2 separate regions of the Mus musculus genome follow, and region 1 is linked to region 2. The links are chromatin contacts, called in public HiChIP or PLAC-seq maps. All regions are on one chromosome and are shown on one strand. The core of a region is the stretch at or near the end of the contact, and the rest is flanking DNA. Distances in the headings are between cores, read along the strand shown. Region 1 holds the start of Med9 (mediator complex subunit 9). Region 2 holds the start of Cops3 (COP9 signalosome subunit 3).

Region 1 (5,623 bases), core at 1,359-3,858, 110 kb after region 2:
AAATATCTTTTATATTATCTCACACATATCATGGTCCCAGGTATTTTATAGGCTTCTTAGTATGTTTGTATTCTATAAGGAGATCACAGACTGGATGATTGATAATGAACAGAGATTATTTACATACACAGTTGCTGATCTGAGAAGGTCATGATCAAGGGGCCATGTTTGGCAAGGGGCTTATGTTTCTGTCGTAATATGACAGCAGATGCTGTATAACTTGAGAGCAAGAGGAGGGAGACCTTGCTTTTATAGCAAACCTGTTCTCTTCATAGGAATTCATTCCTAAAGGAACATGAATCCATTCATGTTACTCAACTCATAAAGGGGCCACCCTCTTGACCCTGGAGTTGTTTCTTAAATACGAACTTTGGGGGCACATTCCCACTATAGAAAATTGTAAAAAACAAACAAACAAAAAAACCAAACCAAACCAAACCAAAAACACCTGCTCAGCGTTCCTCTTTTGCTATGGAGGTAGTCAGAGAGTAAAGTTACACAATGGTTTAAAGTCATATCATTCCCAGGAGGTGAAGCCTGGCTTGAAGGCAGGCAGACTACCTCGAGCCTGACCTCTCATCCACAGGCCTGATGGGACAGGGTACCCTGTGAAGCCATGGAAACCTGCCCAAGACACTATAGTGGCAGCTTAACTGGATGGAGACTCTGACTCTGCCTATACCTCAGTAGCACCCTCCTTTTCTGACTTAGATCAGAATGGCTGTACACACACACACACACGTATTTGCAATAATCAGCTTTAAGGAAGCCAGAACAGGGAGCAGTTTTCTGAAAGCTGTTTGCCGTGATGTGAAGTCAGCTCTATTCTTTGTCACTAATTATATTAACTATTTTTAGGGCAAACTGTCAATGCACCATACTTATTCATGCTTCCTACGTTATCAATTTGTTTTGTTTAGCCATATCTATTTATATCTCAAGAGCTTTTTAAAGAGATGCCCTCATTCTGCCAAAGATAGATTTGGGACTTGTAATTAAGTTATAAAACACATTAAGGGGGGAAAGATGATGTTTGGTTGCTATGAGGATAGTATCAATGGCTACTAGATGCTTTTTGAATTCTGAATAAAAGCTCACATTAACATTTTGAATCAAAAGTTACAGATCAGGGAGGAGCCTGGCATCACATACCTGTAGATTTTAGACATAGACTTGGTGTCAAGGAAGCTCTGTGGCTTTGTGATCCTGGGGCTGCTATTATAGCCCTGTAAACTTTTGTTTCTTTTTCTATAAAATGGAAAACTAAGATATACCTTCCAGAGTTTCTCGGTGGATTAAATGAGGGTTTTAATGGTTTCTCGTCACTTTCATTCCACAGTAGTAGTGATAGCTACTGTTTGCTAACACTGCCGTTTTACCATGCATTCTCCCAGATGTCTCCAGAGGTGTCTTCAAGTCTTTTCTGGCACACCTGGTTCCATCTTAGACCATTCTCTTCTCCCTTCTTCCTCAGGAATCATGGCCCTTCCCCTAAGGTGGAGAGGTCCTGGGTTAGAAGGAAATCCTACAGTTTCCTGCAGTGAGAAATGTTCTTCTAATCAGACACTTAGTTCCACAGGGGCCTGTATTCCCTAACTCCACTCCCCCCACCCACCTTTCCCTTTGGGTGATTAGCCCATTGAGTCATATTGAGAAGTTGTGTTCCCACTAATGGGATGAAATGCACCTAAGCCTGAGATGGAAGAAAGTGGCCATTTTGTTGAGTGTTTCTGCTATCTTATCTTGAGTTCTGGTGCACTCATTTTCAAGAAATAAATAAATCACCTTGTTTCACTTTGTTTCTGTCTTCTTTTGAGCAACACTGAGATTATTCTTTTCCTGACAGTGCCTCTGTTTAGAGAACTATCTGCAGCTCTGAAGAAAACAATTCTGAGACCTGTAGCTAAAAAACCTGAAAACACCATTGTGAAGTTCCACGTTCCTGCTTCTTTTTGTTTCTGAGATGTGGGCTCCTGGCCTCTCTTTACTGACATGGTTCCTGTCATCAAAGACAGATGTCCTCTCCCAGTTGACAGCTTCCCTAATCCCTGATTTTTGTTAGTCAGAATCAGAATTACTGCTACCCTTGTCCAGAAAATTTTTAATGGAGCCCATTTGCTTGAAATGAATAAATACAAGCCTATCGTAAAGTTCTCCTATTTGGTCCAAGATCTTAGTCTTATATACGTATGTAGTCTGGCACCTGCTAGATGCATACCAAATGCTTGAAGAACGATTAGTTTTCCCCTTGGCAGCCGTGTGGAACTAGTTTGTATGGCCTGTTTTGCTGTCGCCAGTCTGGGGCCCTCCTGGAGGCTAGCATGACACAAAGACGTGTAAGTCCTTGTCATCTGGATGCTCGCTGCCGCAGAGCCTCAGTTTCACACGGTGCTCACCAGCGTCATCCGTTCTTCCTGCCAGTCCCGGGGGTCCTCGTTGGTGTTTTGACCTCTCTCTGTCATGTGAACTAGAAAGATGACTGGAGTAGATTCCCTAATCCTGACTACTCAATTTAGCTTTCCCGACACCCGTCGCCTAGCAACGCCCGCCCGCCTACGCCCAGGGCGCAGACTCAGAGTTTTTTCCCGCCCGGCCTCCCCGGGCGCGCAGTTGTGACGCAAGCACCCAGCGCCCCTCGGCAGCTGCTGGACTCCTGGTGCTATGGCTTCCTCTGGGGTGGCGGGTGGGAGACAGGCCGAAGATACGCTACAGCCACCGCCCGAGCTGCTGCCGGAGTCCAAGCCGCCACCACCGCCTCAGCCTCTGCCGGTCGCTGCGCTCCCGCCGCCGGCGGCTCCGCGGCCTCAGTCCCCCGCTGGCGCGAAGGAGGAGAATTACTCCTTTTTGCCGTTGGTTCACAATGTCATCAAATGGTAAGGGTCTAGGAAAGGTTAAGACACCACTTTTTGCGACTCTAGTGTCCCTGGTTCCGAGCTGCCAAAGCCCGTGGGCTCTGGACCACGCCCCATTTTCCCAGAGGGCCCACGTTGTCAGGCGCCTTAAGAGTTACACTTTACTCCCGGGTGAAGCCCACGTACTGATCAAATGCATAGATAGGTTCTGCAGTGTCCCATCCCAGATCCTGCAGTGACTTGGGGATGGGTCTTAAGTCCTTACACATAGCCCGAAGGCAATTTTATACAGTTGTTTTAATTCGCCTGCGTTTTGACTGTTCGCATGAAGCCCAGAGCGGAATTTCTCACTTGTGGCATTATATGAGCCCCGAAAAGTGTTCGAATTTTGGTGGACCTCAGACGTTCAGACTCGAGATTCTCACCGTGTACACAGTTTAGTACCCATTTCAATGCGAGGCATCTTACCTGTGTGGGCTCTGTTAGGTACTAGGGTTGTACACCGTAAAGAAAGGAGCAGCCATTTACCCTTACAGGGCTTAACGGTTACAAGCAAAGAAAAACAAACAAACATTCTTAAAAGTGGAGAGATGGCGCACACCTTTAATCCCAGCACTTGGGAGGCAGAGGCAGGCGGATTTCTGAGTTCGAGGCCAGCCTGGTTTACAGAGTGAGTTCCAGGACAGCCAGGGCTATCCAGAGAAACCCTGTCTCCAAACAAACAAGTGGAGAGGGGAGAAGTGATGCTAGGAAACATTTGAAACGAAGACACAGAAGTTGCTCTGAATGATTGTGTCCCACTATTAACTTTATTCTAATAATTCTAATAGAATATACAAGGATGTATGGTCTTTTAGGCCCAAAGTCTCCAGTCTCCATGATGGCCTATGTTTTTGCTCACTCCATATACGCTTGGGTCATTTCCAAGAGGTACACTTTTTGGTGCAAGCATTCTCAAGTGTGCTTTGATAAACTTAGGTGACGCGGAACAGTTACTGCCTGGTGCCTCTTTGTGCAGTCAGGATTCTTAGCAACACTGGGAGTTGGACAGGTTGGTGGGTAAGAGCACTCGCGGTACAAACGGCACAAGGATCTGAGTTCCAATCCTCAGCGTCCACATAAAAAGCCAGTCATGGCTGCTCGTGCCTGGAGCCCCAGCGTCCCAGCGCTACAGACAGATCTCAAGAGCTCTGGCCAGGCTGCCTGGCTGACACTGTTAACTTCCTATTTAATATGAGACCCTGTCTCTAGGCAACAAGGCGAAGCGCTACAGTATAATACATCCATAAACTAGTGACATCATTATTTATTATCATTATCAAGCATTAAGAACTACCTGTAATTGTATAGGTAATACTTTTTATCCATCAGGCAGTATACTTTTTTTTTTTTCACACTCTTGTGAGTGGCGCATTCTGCTGCAACATTACCACAACTACTTTGTCATTAGGCAAAGGAAGGTTTTGGTTACATTATAAGCATTAGACAGTTACTGAATATATGATCTGGCATTAATCAGGTTATTTAGCACATACCTGTATAGCCACAGGACACTAGGTGCAAACCTCTGAATTTCTTCTAAACCATTAGATACTAAAAGTAAATTAAGACAAGATTACAGTTCCGGTCACATTTAGGAACATTGGCAAGCCCTCTTGCTGGAGCTGAGGCAGTCTGGGTTTCTTGCTCTGGTGGTTTGGTGTTTGTCTTAGGACTGCTACTGCTGTGCTGAAACACTGACCAAAAGCAAACTGTGGAGGAAAGGGTTTATCTGACTTACACTTCTGTATCACTTTTCCTCACTGGAGGAAGTCGGCAGCAACCTGCAGGCAGAGGCTGATGTAGAGGCCATGGAGGAGTGCTTTCTTGCTCAGTGCGCTCTCTCTTCCTTTTTTATTGTGTTTGTTTCTCCTTGTATTCCTGGCTGTTCTGGAACTATTTTTAAGCCAGGTTGGCCTCAAATTCAGAAATCTGCTTGCGTCTACACCCCTACGTACTGGGATTAATGTCATGAGCCACCACTGCCCAACTTCAGCGTGCTTTCTTACTCTAGTAAGACCACCAGCCCAGGGTGACTCCCCACAGTGGGTGGGGCCTCCTCACTGTAATCACTAGTTAGGATGCTCTTCAGGCTCGCCTACAGCATGCTTCTGTGGGAGCATTTTTCCAACTGAGTTTCCTTCCTCTCTGCTGACTCTGTGTTAAGTTGACATAAAAGTGGGATAGCACAGCGCTCATCTGCCGCTTTTCAAATGACTGCAAAACCTTGGTTCTCACGTTCACTCCTCTCTTGGCTTCAGACAACGTGAACCTCCCGTATGCAGGGTAAGGCAGACTGTCCCCTCTGTGTTAGCTGTTGGCAAATACATTATGAGATGGAAGTGAGGAAAATAAAAACCATCTCAGGGCAGTGCTGGAGTACTGGTTTATTCAGAGTAACTTGCAAACATTAAAAACATGGGAAATCAGAACACAGATGTATACACATTCACCTATACCTCAGGAAGGATCCTCCTGACCCGGAAGAGCAGTTGGGTTGGGCCAGCCTCAGTGACAGGAACACGATGTGAAGTCAGAGGGTCTGAGGTCAACTCTCTGCTGAAGCTTGCTTTATCATCTTTGTAAATAGTTTTCCCAGGTGGTAATTTTCTGTCTCGATACATCAGTAGTAGTTTGATCTCAGTGGTGGTGCACACCTTTAGGCCCCAACACTCAGGCCACTGAGGCAAATCTCTTGAGTTTAAGGCTAACCTGGTCTACATATCTACTTC
Region 2 (5,607 bases), core at 36-2,535:
GGTGTTACAAGGGGTTGGGTGTCCACTAACAATGCCAGGAACTGAACTCTGGTCCTCTGAAAGAGTAGTACATGCTGAGAGCTGTTCTCCAGCTCCACTTAATTAACTTATTTAGAGACAAGGTTCTCATTGTGTAATGCTGGCTGGCCTTGAACTCAAGAGATCCACCTAACTCAGCCTCCAGAGTTAGGGGACTAAAGGAGTGCACGCCTATGCTCACTCCTTACTTAACTAGTCCTACCTGTATCGTATGGATGAATGACTTATTTAAAGAAAAAAAAAAATCACTCACAGGTGTCTATCTGGCCTGTGAGCTTAAGTCTATCACTGACAAGGAAAACGAGAATTACCATTTATTTTGCATGGTGTCATCATTTAAACCTTACAAGAGTTAGGTGGACAACTACCCGGACACACCTCATACCTCTCTTTTTCTACAGATGAAGAAACGAGCCTAACCTCACGGAATTTCCACATGTCAAAAGCATTTCTAACATGCTTTCTCCACTCCATTCCCTTAACTCTATTAAAGAGAGGTCACATTCTTCTGGCTCAAGATTATGGGTGTGTTCAAGTGACGAGATGAATGGACCAGACGGTATGCAAATTAAGGGGGGGAAATAAAGTAACAACTGTACGCCCTAGAGATGTAGTCCGACTACTGAAAGCTCCCTTGGAGCTCGGTTCGACCAAAATAGGGGCGGAGGATTCCGAGCGTGCGCCGCTGGCCAGCCAAGACTCACGCCTTCTAGCCAAGGAGCCTAGAAAAGACTCCCCTCCAGCCGCTAGAAGGGCCTGGTGGGGGCGGGGGGGCAGACCGGCAGGACGGACAGGACGCTAGACCAATCACCAAAAAGCAGTGATGGCCAAGGGACCAATGGGTGCTCCGGAATGCCCCTACCGGAAGTCACGCCCCCAAACTGTCAAGCGGCGCCCCGTGGCTGGGGCCCGGAGGGGGGGTGCTGGAGGGGGAGGGGAAGGAAAGTCTCCGGGGCCCGAGGCAGGGGAAGGCGACGGCAAGGACGACGGCGCACGACAGCACGAGGACTGCTCCCCTCGGCCGTGCGCTCCTACCCTAAGCACCAAGGCTTGAGCAGGTCCAGGGGGAGAGGCTAGAGAGCGAAGGGCGGTCCCAAATCCGCACCGGTGCCAGGGCATACCGGGCCAGCTCTGCGGCCCAGGCCTCACCTTGAGCTGAGAGCTGTCGGACACTGTTCACGAACTGCTCCAGAGCAGACGCCATGTTTCCCCCCGCTGGTGGCCCGAGCAACAGAGGTAAGCTCGCGCGGGAAAAAGCGACTGCTCTAGGAGGAGGGGCCCGGCGACCCACTAAAGCCTGGAGGCAGGTTGTGTCACTTCCGCCGGCCAAGCGCCGCGAGATCTTACCTGGCTGAGGCACCCCCTCCTGTCTCCATGGAAACAGTTCCGCTAGTCGCCGGAAGTCAGGTCCCCTCCCTCGCCTTTCATTGTAGTGCACTTGGGAAATCTCGTCTCATGTTAAATGGAAATAACGAAGAAAGGAAAGAATAACACTTAAGCACAAAATTTCTGGGCCCAGTTTTGCTTAGAATGACTGAACATTATTTTAAACCTAGCCACATACTTCCGACACGGCTCCATTGCCACTTCCGGAACATGTCACTAGAGAGCCATACTTTCTTCCAAAGGCAAGGGAAAATGACTCCTTTTGAAGGATGGGGAACTCGTTTTATAAGTTCCTAGGAATGGTGGCTTTTATCTAACGACCAGAAACCCTTCTGTATCTGAGGTTGTGCTCATTTCTGAACATACACAATGCCTGAGAACTAACAGCTTAGTGCTGGACAGTTTCCCAAGTCAAAGTGTAACATTAGGAAGGTTTTGAATTCTAAAGCTGAAAATTAAACACCAAGCAATTCCTCGGATTTCCAGGCTCCCCAGGTCTAGACTGAAGCAGTGATTTTTCTCATTCCATCTTTGGTTTCTTATATGACCATCATCTATCTGTAACAGTTAAACTCAGGTTAAACTTTCCCTCTGAAGCAAGCTCGGTAATCTAAGGCTAAGGGGTTCTGATAGATAGCACAGCACACTTTAGGTTCCTGCTTGGCTCGGAACTAATTTCTTTCCTAGGATTTCTAGTGCTGTAGCAAAGATGAGAAAAAGGTTACTTTGTATCACTTCATAAGATGAATGAAAGGCCTCAGGCAATGAGGCTTTAGAGGGAGACTCTTGAAAGCAACCGGGATCCAGGGTGTTAGTGTTACCGCTCTAAGGGGCAAGTTTTCCCTAATACAAGTGTTGCAGTTCCGAGGGGGCAATGCCAATGAATGTGTTACAGCTCCGGAAAGACTTCTCCAATGGAAGTATTACAGCTCTGAGGGGAGAGGTTGCTTGTGTGTAAGTGTGACAGCTGAAGGGAAAGTTATCCTGGCAGTCTGGAGCCAAGGAATGCCACAAAGTCACATGGCACATCAAACGTCACTCAAGAGATTGGGAGAGATAACAGAGGGTGCTGCCTCTCCTGGGAGAAGCAGCAGGGAATTGGTGAGGAGACAGGCTTATACAGAGTTTCATGGGGAAGGAGTTTTCCAGGGTAAAGATTTCCACGGTGAGGATTAGTGAGATTTCAAGCCAAACTCAAAGACTGGTGAGAGTTTGTGCTCAGGGATTCGTAGGTTTTGGAGCTGAGGAATTGGTGGGTTGGTGACAGGAAACGGTCACCAACAAGGATATTTAACCAGATTATAGGTTCCTGGTTTACAGTTGGAGATGGCACTACCCTCTGGAGGAATACTGCTTTATCTTCATCCTTCCAAGTGGTCAATGAACCACAGCTCCAAAGGGGGCAGAAACACCAGTACTAGTGGCATATCTAGTCATAACAAGAACTCTTTGCACACGTACTCACCAGTAAACCTCTATCTTGTTCCCAATATAGACCCACATATGGTTCTCTATAAGTTGACCGGGCATTACTATGGTCAAAGGGACTTTAGGGGTTGGACATCCCATTCTTTTGCTCATATAGCATCTTCATCTGTGGTCAAGCGGGTGGGCAACCACTCCCTGCTTGGATGGTATAGAGTAGTCAGGGATGAGCCAAGAGCCTGCATTTGTTGTCTCAGGGTAATGTTGCCCAACCCCTGTATGCTCTGATAAGGGGAGGCAGGAGTCCATAAAGGACAAGGGGAGAACCCTATGTGACTAGCAGGGCGAGACCTGATACCCAAGCAACTGGCAACAACTGGTCCCCAACCGGGGGACACTTAGTGAAGTCCACAACTGTGTTTTCAAATGGGGTTTCTCCAACACTCTGTACCCTTGAAGAGACATTAGGTCCCCAACTCAGGTTATTTTGGATACACATTTCACATTGTATACCACCTGGGCTGTGCTGGAGAGTCAAAGGATGTACAAAAGTCAGCTTAATAGGCCTTTATGAGCTTCCCAGATAAGGTGGGTCTTCTGGTGTAACTGACAAGACCTGAGACTATGGCCTCAGGAATTAGCCATTTTCAAATCCCCACCATCCATGTGGGAGACAGATTCCACTTTCAGTCTGATACTGAGTGTTAAGGATGTGAGTAGCTAGGCTCCCATTCTGCCACTGGCCTAAATCAGTGCATAAGGCACAGCTCTAGGTTCTACTGCTCCCTTGAAGGTGCAAGCTTCACTTCTCAGTCTTCTTTAGTTTCTTCCCTTGATGCCCTCCAAAGCATACAACTGCCACCTCTTTAGGTGACATACAGCATCTAAGAGTTCAAGGATTTCTTCTTATGTTTGCCTTGGTTTTGTTTGTTTGAGACAAGGTCTCACAATATTGCTCCGGCTGTCTTGGAACTCACTATGTAGACCAGGCAGACCTCAAACTCACAGAAACCTGCCTGCCTCTGCCTTCACCTTCGAGTGCCTGGATACCACTCCCGGCATGAATTCAAGGATTTCTTTGCCACGGGTTATATCTTTTCTTTCTGAGTTAGTTAGGCACTTTTTGCTCTATAAGGCTCATGTATGTGGAGGGTGGAAGGCATATTTAAGAGTCCGTGTGTATATTGACATACACCTCAGCTGTAGTAGCAGGGCCCAGGTCAGTAAGAAGTTATGCCTTTGGCAGATATTTCAAGTCAATGATGAAAATCAAGTTGACCATGGAGTACCCCGAAAGATATCCTTTCTCTTTCACAAAGCTGCCACCATTGGTGAAATACCCAGCATTCAGGGGCTAATTGGTTAGAGAATACCTCCCCCACAACTGATGCAGTCATGGTCTTGATGGTCTAGACCAACAACACTGGGTCTTGAGGTCTGAGGTACACAGTACTTCCAGGTGAATGTGCAGGTTCTCATACGTTTCCTGGCAGCTGATCATCCAGGCATTAGTTAGCCAGTATTGCCCCTTGTGCTCCGTCAGCACTGTGAGTGTGGGGTTCAAAAATGTTTGAGTCTTTGAGGCAGTCTAGTCCTCATTAACTAGCCCTGTCCCCATTTCCAGGCTTCTTTTTCAGGAAGGTAAAGATCGTTGGCTCTGAGGGGCCAGGTGGATACAGAAAAAGATATTTATTTTAAATTTTAAAAAGTTATGTACACTGGTATTTTGCCTGCATATCTGTGTGAGAGTTAGATCCACTGGAACCTGAGTAACAGAGAGTTTCGAGCTGCCATGTAAGTGCTGGGAATTGAACCCTGGTCCTCCGGAAGAGCAGGCAATGCTCTTAACCATCTCTCCAGTTCTGAGAATGGCAACTTTAAGGTCCAGACATGTGATGAAAGCAACCTTCCCCAGGGATGAGACCCAGGACAGGGTAGAAGTTACAGGGTTGGGTAGCAGGTGGCCTTGTTTACTGCTTATATATCCTGACCTGGACAACAACCATCTGTTTCTGTTTAGAGCCAGGCAGGAGAGTTGTGTTCCAGAACGACTGGCAGGGCCAGAGGAGTCATAATTACAGCAAAATTCCTAAGACCCAAACAAGCTTGCTGTTTCAGAAAAGAACATACCACCACCATTTCTGCTAAACTATAGTACACTAGGGAAACCTTGCTTCTCTGTAGCACATGTAATAATCTATTAGATGTGTACAGCTGTTAAGAAGCAAAGCACTTGGTAATGTGTGCAGGTTCACTGTGTGGCTTGAAAAGGCAAGCAGGTAATCCCAGAAGAGGCAGGGGCAGTATGGGCTTGTGGGAATTCCCCCCAAGCCCTAATTCTCTCAAGAAGTGTGACTAGAACACCAGACCTAGCACTTACAGACCACATGTGTAAGGCCAATGGGAGTCCTGGCTCCTGAGAGGTTTCTGCTCACAAAGAACTCGTAGCCCCAAACCAAGGCAGGGTTAGGGTTTATAAGGTCAAAACCCACAATTAACATTGTACTAGAGGCAGGCTGTGTGTGTGTGAATGTTTTAAAGGTTTCAGGTCAACTGATTAAAAGCAGTTTGTTTTATGTTGTAAAACAACAGACCTCTACCTCTGGAAGCTACAGATGTGGCAGCGTGAGAATCGTCTGCACAGAGAATGTGGTTGGCCCGGGGGTGGGAAGTGGTTGGCTGAGCTAACACTAGGACAAAAGGAAGTTACTTTGGGCAGTACAATATAAGATGCTGAAGTGTTTGAGTCTGAGAGAT

What was found. HiChIP or PLAC-seq counts read pairs in DNA pulled down with a chosen protein or histone mark.
Region 1: a contact with region 2 is called in an H3K4me3 HiChIP or PLAC-seq map of embryonic stem cells, with 17 read pairs. The contact joins the promoter of Med9 here to the promoter of Cops3 in region 2. A contact is called at or near these places in 3 of 39 promoter capture datasets (the SN4741 cell line, erythroid cells and macrophages), 11 of 484 Hi-C or Micro-C datasets (B cells, CD4 T cells, CD8 central memory T cells and 7 more), 7 of 115 datasets of contacts at active chromatin or transcription factors (the SCID.adh cell line, effector CD8 T cells, embryonic stem cells and 3 more) and 2 of 9 other capture datasets (adipose tissue and pancreatic islet).

The regions. Positions count from the first base shown.
Region 1 is chr11:59,945,606-59,951,228 of GRCm38.p6, forward strand. It overlaps Med9 (mediator complex subunit 9), which reads left to right and starts at 2,609. Exons shown (of 2, transcript NM_138675.3): 1 at 2,609-2,873. The coding sequence starts at 2,662. It overlaps Med9os (mediator complex subunit 9, opposite strand), which reads right to left and starts at 2,542. Exons shown (of 2, transcript NR_045273.1): 1 at 2,219-2,542; 2 at 1,287-1,491.
Region 2 is chr11:59,838,482-59,844,088 of GRCm38.p6, forward strand. Cops3 (COP9 signalosome subunit 3) reads right to left here and starts at 1,286. Exons shown (of 12, transcript NM_011991.1): 1 at 1,189-1,286. The coding sequence starts at 1,243.